Linked DNA regions of Mus musculus: all the other regions are linked to region 2. A link is a contact called in public HiChIP or PLAC-seq and promoter capture Hi-C data. All regions are on one chromosome and are shown on one strand. Each heading gives the region's core, a stretch centred on a gene start, on an enhancer-like site or on the middle of the called end of the contact. The rest is flanking DNA. Distances are from core to core; before and after follow the strand shown.

What was found. HiChIP or PLAC-seq counts read pairs in DNA pulled down with a chosen protein or histone mark. Capture Hi-C pulls out chosen DNA fragments and counts their contacts.
Region 1: a contact with region 2 is called in a promoter capture Hi-C map of pancreatic islet. The contact joins the promoter of Mfsd4a here to the promoter of Cdk18 in region 2. A contact is called at or near these places in 13 of 39 promoter capture datasets (the 3T3-L1 cell line, cranial neural crest, embryonic stem cells and 9 more), 1 of 15 datasets of contacts at CTCF or cohesin (embryonic stem cells), 5 of 484 Hi-C or Micro-C datasets (liver, myocytes, nephron progenitors and 2 more), 5 of 115 datasets of contacts at active chromatin or transcription factors (embryonic stem cells and pancreatic cancer cells) and 3 of 9 other capture datasets (adipose tissue, embryonic stem cells and pancreatic islet).
Region 3: an H3K27ac HiChIP or PLAC-seq map of embryonic stem cells shows a contact between it and region 2, with 11 read pairs. The contact joins the enhancer-like site here to the promoter of Cdk18 in region 2. A contact is called at or near these places in 1 of 15 datasets of contacts at CTCF or cohesin (the NIH/3T3 cell line), 2 of 484 Hi-C or Micro-C datasets (both in embryonic stem cells), 7 of 115 datasets of contacts at active chromatin or transcription factors (embryonic basal ganglia, embryonic stem cells, oligodendrocyte precursor cells and 1 more) and 3 of 9 other capture datasets (adipose tissue, liver and pancreatic islet).

What each region holds. Positions count from the first base shown.
Region 1 is chr1:132,066,403-132,069,750 of GRCm38.p6, reverse strand. Mfsd4a (major facilitator superfamily domain containing 4A) reads left to right here and starts at 1,689. Exons shown (of 10, transcript NM_001114662.1): 1 at 1,689-2,088. The coding sequence starts at 1,859.
Region 2 is chr1:132,138,185-132,141,307 of GRCm38.p6, reverse strand. Cdk18 (cyclin-dependent kinase 18) reads left to right here and starts at 1,623. Exons shown (of 16, transcript NM_008795.2): 1 at 1,623-1,898.
Region 3 is chr1:132,263,074-132,266,094 of GRCm38.p6, reverse strand. No RefSeq gene overlaps it. Among named protein-coding and RNA genes, the nearest start is that of Gm29630, 14 kb to the left of the region's middle. Within about 2 kb of position 1,359, at least 76 of the 459 cell types and tissues checked have an H3K27ac peak or open chromatin away from gene starts, as enhancers often do. A contact at or near this core is called in the NIH/3T3 cell line and embryonic stem cells, where this site is marked.

The DNA.
Region 1 (3,348 bases), core at 440-2,939, 72 kb after region 2:
AATCACAAAGGTTCCAGGTACTCTACCTGGAGACATAAAATCCCTGTGTCCAGATGGCATTGTGAAGTCCCTGCATGCAGATCATGTGGCGGAGGGAGGAGCTAACAGGTGCCGAGTGGGAAGCTCTGGGGAACAGTTACAAGGAGGAACATTTCAGTTTAGTGCAAGACTCATCCTCCCCACAGCTGATGCACAATGGGAGTGGGCCAAGCAGGAGCTGCGGAGATGGCTCAGCAGTTAAAAGCACTGGCTGCTCTTGCAGAGGACACACATTCGATTCCCAGCACCCACATGGTGGCTCACGAATATTTGTAATTCCAGTTTCAGGCAATCTAACCCCATCTTCTGACCTCCATAGGCTCCAGGCATGCCCATGGTGCACAGACATAAATACGGACAGGTGAAGCATACATAAAATAGACAAATCTAAAAACGATGTTTTAAGAAATGAAAAGTAAACGGCAAGCAAGTCTCCATCAACAGAAGAAAGCTATCAAGCTACCTACCACAGGGATAATTGGGAGGAGATAAGGGTCTGAGCCCCAGGTCACCCTTCCCATCTCTGAGCTGCTGTTCCTCTAGAACTTCACAGCAGTGGCTAATGATTATATTTTTTTCAGGTGATAACTTTGTACCTTATTTCATGTACTATAAATCCCACCTTTACTGCCATTAAATTAGTCTATGCCATCACCCATGGAGTAAATGAGCCAGAGGGACTCTTAAACTGGAGCCTTCCTCTGATGCACAGTCCAGGACAGGTATGGGGTAGCACTCTGAGGTAGTGTCCCTGCTCAGGAAATTGATTATCTCCACTTCACGCCAAGGTATCATGGGGTCACCCAGCCAAACACTTCTGTGGGCACGATGTCACAACCTCCAGCACTATTAAGACACTTGGCAAAGGAGACACTGAAGGTCCTTAACTGCTGTGCTCCTAGGTTCTGGTGTGGGCACCGGATCCTAACTCCCTCAGGAGCAGGACCATACACCACTGTCCAGGGCTGTGGGGGTGTCGGGTCGGTATCAGGGTCTTGGAGTGTAAACAACCCCTCCACCCTGTCAAGGCATTTTCAAGTGGGAAGAGAACTCTGCCTGGAGGATCATCTCAGAATTCCTCTGCGAGTCCTGGGGTTCCTGCCCTCCCTCACTGCATTGGGAAGGAGAAATAGAACCCTAAACAGAGCTTGGCCTTACTGCCTTCCTCACCTGTGATGGAACAGGTGCAGGGTGATACCCCCGCACCCCAAAGCATAGAATGGAGAAGACCTAAATTTCTAGGACTGGGGATACTTGCCTAGCATGTTATAGGCCTTGGGGTCAATCCCAGCACCTAAAAGCAGTAAAACGAATGTCCAAGTTTCTGGGAGTGTTTGGTGTTTTTGCTTTTGTTTTTCCAAATGACAGTGTACCGGACCCCTTGAGGTTCCAAATGAAAGCCACAAGAAAGTCATGTACAGATAGGACTGCTTTTAGAGAGTAGGGCATGGGAGGTAGAGAGCCGCGCTGGCAGACCCTCGAAGTCCAACGGCAGCACCCCAAGACCAAGTGATGTGGATTCAGATCGCCAGGCTGAAAGGCTGCGCGGTGTAGGGCGCGAGGAGCCTTTAGCACTAGCTGGCGGGTCGCGCTCCCGGGTGAATTAACCAACGTGGGGCCCCCAGGAACGTGAAGCGAGGCGGGGCGGTCCCGGCGGCGGGACACGTGCGTCCGCGACGCCCCGGACCTCCAGGCGTCCCCGCGCTGGCCGAGGGCGGGGCAGCCGCGCGGCGCTCCCCTCCTCTCCTCTCCTCCCCGCCCGGCCTCCGGTTGGCCGCGGCACTCGGCCCTGGGCTCGCTGCGAGCTGCCGGCCGAGCCATGGGCTGCGACGGCCGGGTGTCTGAGCTGCTCCGCCGCAACCTACAGCCCACGCTCACCTACTGGAGCGTCTTCTTCAGCTTCGGCCTGTGCATCGCCTTCCTGGGGCCCACGCTTCTGGACCTGCGCTGCCAGACGCACAGCTCGTTGCCCCAGATCTCCTGGGTCTTCTTCTCGCAGCAGCTCTGCCTCCTGCTGGGCAGCGCCCTCGGGGGTGTCTTCAAGAGGACGTGAGTGTCGCGCCCCGCACGCCCCTCCACATCCCCGCAGCTGTGACCACCTGCCCAGCTGGGCTGGATCTTAGCCCAGGGGCTGCCTCCCTCCCCCACTACAAGCTCTCCCGGAAAACTCTCTCGGGACTGAAGGTGACATCTGGGCTATGTATTTGTCTCACTCGTCCCGAGAGAGCTCAGAACCCTTTCGCCCTCGCTCACCGAGCCCACCAGCCAAAGAGTGATGGAATGTACAGAGATGCGTAAGACCCTTATTGCTCTGTTCCTCTGAGATTTTGTAGCCTCGGCGCCGGAGGTGGAATTGGCACTGAGGGGAAGACAGTTGGCGGTGCCAGCTCAGGGGACAGTTCTCAGTGACAGGGCTGGCCTGTGGTTTGACTAGGAACCCACTGGTGATTCCACTCATAATAGGTCCACATCAATTGATACAGCTGATCCCTTTACCAAGATGGTGAGGCTCCTGGGATCTCCTAAGGGAGACAGGACTCGGCTGCAGCATTTGCCTGCGGAGGCTGAGCCCTTGGGCCAGGTAGAGAAGTGTAGAGCCTCTCATCCATCCTCTATCTCTAGTACCCAGAATACCCCTAATGTATCCCTCCACCTTGTTACTTCTCCCTGGCTTCTGTCAGGACAGAGCTCTGGTCTATCCCTGGCACTCAGAATATTACCCTTTTGGGTGCCGTGCAGAGCCCCATTTTTCTGGTGTAGGAACCCCTCTGAAGATATTTCTAGAAAGTCAGCAGCCTTCAGTCTCTGTACAGCCAGGAATAGACCTAGAACTGAGACCTAGAGCTGAGGAATGAATGGTTTGCACACCAGAGGCTGCTGTGTGGTCTTCCTTGTTCTACTTCCTAAAGGAGCAATTATCTGGACTGCAAAACCACAATTGGGAGGTCTGTTACAAAACTAGATAGATAGATAGATAGATAGATAGATAGATAGATAGATAGATAGAATAAAAGATCTTGTGCAGAGGCCATTCTAGGCCAAAGGGTGTGCAGCTGTGGGACGATGCAACACAGGTGTCAGTATAAAATGGACCCCAGTCTAAGCAATCCAGAGCCTGCTGCACCTCAGCAATTGGAGAGTGACTATTTTCATTTCCCCTACATCCTTTTGCAAATGCAAGAATTCTCAGACGAAAGTCTCCTTGTGCCTATTAGCACTTTGTGGGTCTGGGATAGAATCGGATATATAGGAATTCTGAAAATATGTTCAGCTAGAAAATTCATGAAAAGGAGGAGGGGGTATCTCTGA
Region 2 (3,123 bases), core at 374-2,873:
GTCCAGCCCTCCAACCTTCCCTGGCATTGACATAGCCTCCCTGCTCCCTGTCTTTGTCATTGTCTTCCTCCTCCTCCTCCCTCCTTCTCCTCCCCCTCCCCCTTTCTTTTCCTCCTCCTCTTCTAGAGAGCATGTCTCACTCCGTGGCTGGCCTAGAATTCATTGGGGAAACCAGGCTGATCTTGAACTTATAGTGATCCTCCTGCCTCTTCCTCCTGAGTGCAGGCCCTCCCCACCACGCCTAAGCCTAGGTTTTCCTAGTTACTCATGGAACAGGACAGGTATCCTCTGTCCCAAATCCAGAGGCTTGGCTGTAGGCACTCTTTGCAGCCCTTCAGCTTGTAGCAGCCACAGCTGCATAAAACACTCATTCCCAGAAAAATCTCCATGCCCTGGTAGGGAAGGTAGCAAAGAGCTGGTAGGCCCTTGTGGGATGTCAGCCACCCATAAGTCACTCTCATGTGGCTGTGACCTCAGGACTCTGTCTTTTAGAAGAAAACTGTCCTCTTTCCAACACCACATTCTCCTCAAAGCAGCCTTCTCAAGGGCACCCAGATTGCAGAAGCTATGTGCCATATCTGCTAAAAGAACAGAGGGCAAGGACCTCTTTGATGTAGTCCCGGCAGAGCACCGGAAGCAAGGATAAAAAGGCCCCAGCATAAGAAGGCTGACCCTCAGCCCACCCCAGCGTTTTTGTGGCGTGCTTTAAACAAACAAAAGGTTTATTTATATTTAGCTTGTGTGCACGCGCGAATTTCGCCCACAGCTGTGTGTATCTAACACATATGTTCTTGGCACCATGGATCAGAAGGTGTCAGATTCCCTAGAACTGGAGCTATAGACAGTTGTGAGCAGTCATGCGGGTGCTGGAAACGGAACCGGGGTCCTCTGCAAGAGCAGTAACTGCTCAGGACTGCTTAACCATCTCTCCAGCGCCCCTGGTGGTGGTTTTTGACCCCTGACGTTAGACAGTGTGGGAGAATGATGTTTGACCTGGGTTCTAAGCCTTGTAGGACTTTGGGCTTCTTCAGTCTCCTTTCTGAGACTTAGTTTCCCCTTGTGTAAACCGAGACCTGACTTAGCATTGCCTATCTGCAAAGCTTCTTAGTTGATTCACTTGGCCAAAAAGGACAGAGTTGTTCCTCTTCATAGTGGAAGAGGGATGCTATGTGGGAAGGAACTCTTCCTCCAGGCCATGGAGAGGCAGAGATGGGGGAAGGGATCAGGGAGATATTATCAGGTAAGTGACAATTTCACACTCCATAAAAGAGAGGAGAATAGGCGAGGCCCTGTGCCCTGAGATCGCACATTAGCTCTTAGGTGCTAGGCGCTGCCCCCACTACCCTCCCCCCACCCCCCGAAATTGGCACTCAGCAGGTTGGGTAGAGACAGAGACCTGTCCGGTGTGGTCCAGGCTAAAGGGCCTCACCCTGTACTTAGTTTAGGGCCAGCTTATGAGGGGAACAGGAAGAAGCACAGGCCTTAGTTCCCAGAGTGGGAGAAAGGGGTGGCCCTGGGACAGAGGGAGAGCAAGGGATTGGCAGTGACTGTGGGCAGGGCCGGTCCGGACAAAGGCGGAGTCAACTTGTACACGTGAAAAACTCTGGCTGGGGCCCGGCTTTTGCCTTCCTCCTCCTCTTACCCACCTTCCTGCACCCCTCCCTTCTCCCTTCTCCCGCAGCTCAGGTTACAGCTTCTTTGGGGGGAAAACCGCTCACCTTTCCAGGGCCAGGAAGAGCCAGGGTCCCGAGTAGGGACCCCGGCGGGGCGCGGGGCAGGGCACCTAAGCCTGGCAGCGCGGCCGCGGAGGGCGGGAGCCGGCTCGCCACGACCGGGACACGCGCAGAGTCCGCCGCGGCGGCCAGAGAGGGGCACCGCGCCGGGCAAGCTGAGCAAAGGTAAGCCGGGCGGTCCTTAAAGGGGCCGACTGCCTTTGCGCTGGAGATTTGGGCAGAATTCCCCAGCTGCCATAGGCGATGGGCGCTCGGCAGGCGCGCTTGCGTTTTATTTTTTTATTATTTATTTATTTTTTTGGTGTGTGTGTGGGGTGAAGGATGCCCTGGGAAAGCCACTCCCAAGTTCCAGGTGCTGAGGCAGAACGCGTGCCCCGCGGGGACTCTGGATCCCGGACTCCCTTTGGCCCTGACCTCCGTCGGAACCCTACAAACGCAAAAGTTCCCCTCCCAGGCACAAGCCAGACGCTAAGTGCTTTCCTTATGGGAAGGACAAGGGTCAGGAGTCCCGATAACGAAGGGATTCAGGAGAGTGTAGGGCCAGATTGCCACCTCGAAGAGCTTTCTGGGCTTTCGTGAACTTTCCAGCCCCACAGGCCATGGGTGGTAGGCCAGAGACCTGGGGAAAACTGAGGACAGGTGAAGCCCCGAGCGCTGGCTGCGTGGTGAGGAGAGTCGCTAGGGAACGTGTCTCTTCTCTTGGGCTAAGTCCAGAGAAGCAATGATCCTCCCCTCCTGTGGACAGCGGTTGATAGCGTGTGGGAAAGGAGGGTGGGTGGCTCGCTCTTCAAACGCATGGCTTGACTGCTCTGTTTGGAGGTCACAAACAGGACTCTGAAAATGGGGTGGGTCAGAGGCTCTGTTCCACGCGGTTGGGGGACAGGCCCCTGATGGCCTTGGGGTTGTTTTCCCTGTACTGAGGGGTCAGCACCCCTCTAGGCTCCAGCGGCCTCATATATTTCTCTTAAGCTTTCCCAGGAGCAGGGGTAGAATTGTGGGATAGGGGCAGTCCTCAGAACCTTCTGAGTTCTGGCTGCTGCCATCTGCCCCTCTTTGTCATCCCAGCTCGGCCTTGAGCAATCTTCCCCAGCCTACCCAGCTGTGTTGTGTGGCCTGGGCCCCGTGGGTCGCAAAGCCCCCACCCTATCAGATGTGAGATTCAATGGAGGCACATAGCCCACAGTGAGGCGGGGTAGGTGGGGATCCAAATCCTTGTGTCTCAAGAACGCATGTCTTTGTCATGCCTTGGGCCTGGGATAGCTTCTGGGGTGTGGCCAACAGGCAGCTATGCCTGTGGACTTGGGCTGCATCGGAGGCTCCCTCTGCCCCAGCTCCTGTCTCCAATCTCTGCAATGTGCCAAGCAAGGTGTCATAATAATGTTATGATAGT
Region 3 (3,021 bases), core at 110-2,609, 130 kb before region 2:
GAATCACGAATAGAACACAACACCTTGATGTAACAACACGAGGTATTTTAATGGCGGAGCTCCGGGTGGAAATGTATCTAACACGGGAGACAGTGGATTCGACCACGAGGCTTGGAAGCTAGGGGTTTTTATAGAAAAGGAGTGGGGCTGGGGGAGGAATTGGCGCGGTTTCACATGATTGGTCCATTTAAACATCAGGAGCCTGTAACATTTAACTTAGGTCAGAGGGGTGGGAGATAGGGAGGTGATGGGCTTGCCCGGGCATGTCCTGGTCTGTTCTGCTATGTTCTCAGCCCCAGGTTTCAAAGCTCACAAACAACTCTTTGGGCTATTTGACATACATTACATAAATCACAGGTCTCGAGTTTTATTTCCTTTCAACACCTACTCCAACAAGGCCACACCTACTCCACAAGGCCACACCTCCTAATAGTGCTGCTCCCTGGGCCAAGCATATGCAAACCATCACACAGAGCCTGAAAAGGAGGGCTGTAAAAGACATGGGCACCTTGTAAATATCCAAGACAGAGCCATTCTTAGCGTTCCCTCTGCTGAGGAGTTACAGGGATGCACTGTCCACCTCCCTGTACATACTACTCAGTTGCCACAATGCTGCTGCTGGCTCTGGGATCCCCCGGATCTGACTACCGCCTGTTCAGCAGTCGTCACAGCCACTGGGTAGGATCCCTTGAGGCCTCTCTGCATACAGTGCTGCCTCTCACACACGCTGAATGGGCAGCTCCTGGATCCTGGCAACTGTCAGAGCCCCACACTCTAAGAACTGACTCGTGCTCCCCAAATCCCTCAGACTTTCAGCTACAGCTCCTGGGATTGCCCCTTTTTAGAAGCCTCCTTTCTCAAGCTACATGGGTGGCAGTAGAAACTAACAGGAAGACAACCCGAGAGAGACAGGCACCATAACCCCGGATGTCCTTGGGTTCACTGCAATCCTCCTGCCTCTGCTCTTGGGTTCTCAGAGCCTTGCTGAGTGTTACCTGGTACAGTTGATTCTAGAAAGTTTTTTTTTAATGCCTTGGCAAGTTCCAATTTACCCTGATGTAGACCACAATGACCTTTAAGACTCCTAGAGCAGAATCTTTCCTGATAGCCATATTGCTTAGGACTCTGTCACTCTACCCTCTGATCCTTCAGTCGCCATTGTGTCACTGGTAGGGCTATAGCAATGCTGCACCAGGCTGAGTTCTCTTATAACCTCACCCATGGTCTCCCCATTCTTTGAACCGACTCTTACTCATCCTTTGCCTTAACCATGACGTCATTTTCAAGAAGTTCCCACACCCAGTGTCTGTGGTAACTATCTCCAGACAGCCTGTGCCATCTTCAAAGGACATGACTCAGCATCTGTAACTGACTCTTGACCTCTCCATCCCAGCACCGGGCTGTGTTCCTTAAGAGCAGGAGCTGTGAGCCGGGGGTGGTGGCGCATGCCTTTAATCCCAGCACTTGGGAGGCAAAGGCAGGCGGATTTCTGAGTTTGAGGCCAGCCTGGTCTACAAAGTGAGTTCCAGGACAGCCAGAGCTATACAGAGAAACCCTGTCTCAAAAAAAACAAAAACCAAGGGGGGAAAAAAAGAGCAGGAGCTGTGTCTGCTGTTGGTATTGTTTGCCACTTTATCACAAGAGCACAGGATTGCAAATTAGTTGTTGAATTTGTATCTCTGGGTGTCCTGCACAGACAGGTTCTCTCCTTGGGAAGCAGTCTCACCATACTCCGCTCCTGAGAAACTTATCCCCCACCTCCCTCTAGCCCGAGTCCTCTCAGCGTCTATTGAAGATGGGAAAACCCAAGGTGTCTTTTTCTACTGTCACAAACCGTGCCTCTTCTGACACCTGATAAATGAGTTTCCTCCTCACATACTGAGCAATTCTGATGCCACACTCCCCAGCAGACACCAGCTGATTGTCCCCTAGTTCAGTTCTGACACTGCCTCCTGAAGAGAGGGAAAGACCCCTCAGGTGAGGGCTCCGTCCAAATATGACCTCTCCTGAGGTCTGGAGATACCATACATCCTGTGCTCTGACCAATCTGGCTCAGAAGCAGGGATTTGCAGGCCGTTCTTTGCCAACTCCTCCCTTGGGCCTGCTGTTGACCTATTATTGGAAAGGAACGGTATCCCTGTCGCCATTTTGCAGCTGTCTTCTTCGCTCTGGGTATTTCTGTTCTGCAGTCACCTCCAGGAACAACAGGGCTGAGAAACATCTGTGACTGGAATGGAATCTACCACTGCCTTCTTTCACCAAGGCCCACTTGACTAACTCTGATAATAATCAGCTAGACCCCACTCTGACTGAGGCCTTTTGTCCTGGGTCTGTCTCATGTGATTCGAATCCCTTCACCAATTCTTCTCATTTGGCTTTTTATTATTATTATTCAAATAAGGGTCTCACTCTGGAGCCATGACTGCCTTGCAACTTGCTATTGAGATGCCAAAGCTTTTAAATTCAGACTCCATTTTAGAGAACCTGACCTAAGTTTGAACTCAGGTAGACTAACAGGCTGGTATCCAGCACTAGTTTCCAAGTTGCCGCCCCCCCCCCCCAACAAAACCTGAGCCTAGCTCCAGTCTCTAGGCTAATCCCCAACAAGACCAGTGTCTCTTGGTTATCCCCCCAACAAACCTGCACCCCAGGTTACAAGCCCACCCCTTGCCTAATGACCACCAATGAAGAGGGGAGCAGAAGTTAAGTTTATGTTAGGACTCCCAGCACCAGCCAATTATGTTAAAGGCCACAGGAGCTTTCCAATTAGATGTTTGCACAAGTATTCCCTGCTTGCTGCTCACTATAAAGCCTTGCCCTGATAGACATTCGGGGCTCTCCCACCACCAAAACCATCCTGTGTGATGGTGGTGCATTGGAGGTTGGGGGAGCAAGCTAGCTCGAATAGAATAAAGACCCTGCTGTGAGTTGCATCAGATTGGCTTACTAATATTTTCCTGGCACAACACTATGTGTACTAATTATTTTGCATTTAGGCAAATGACTGAACCTGATTTTTTT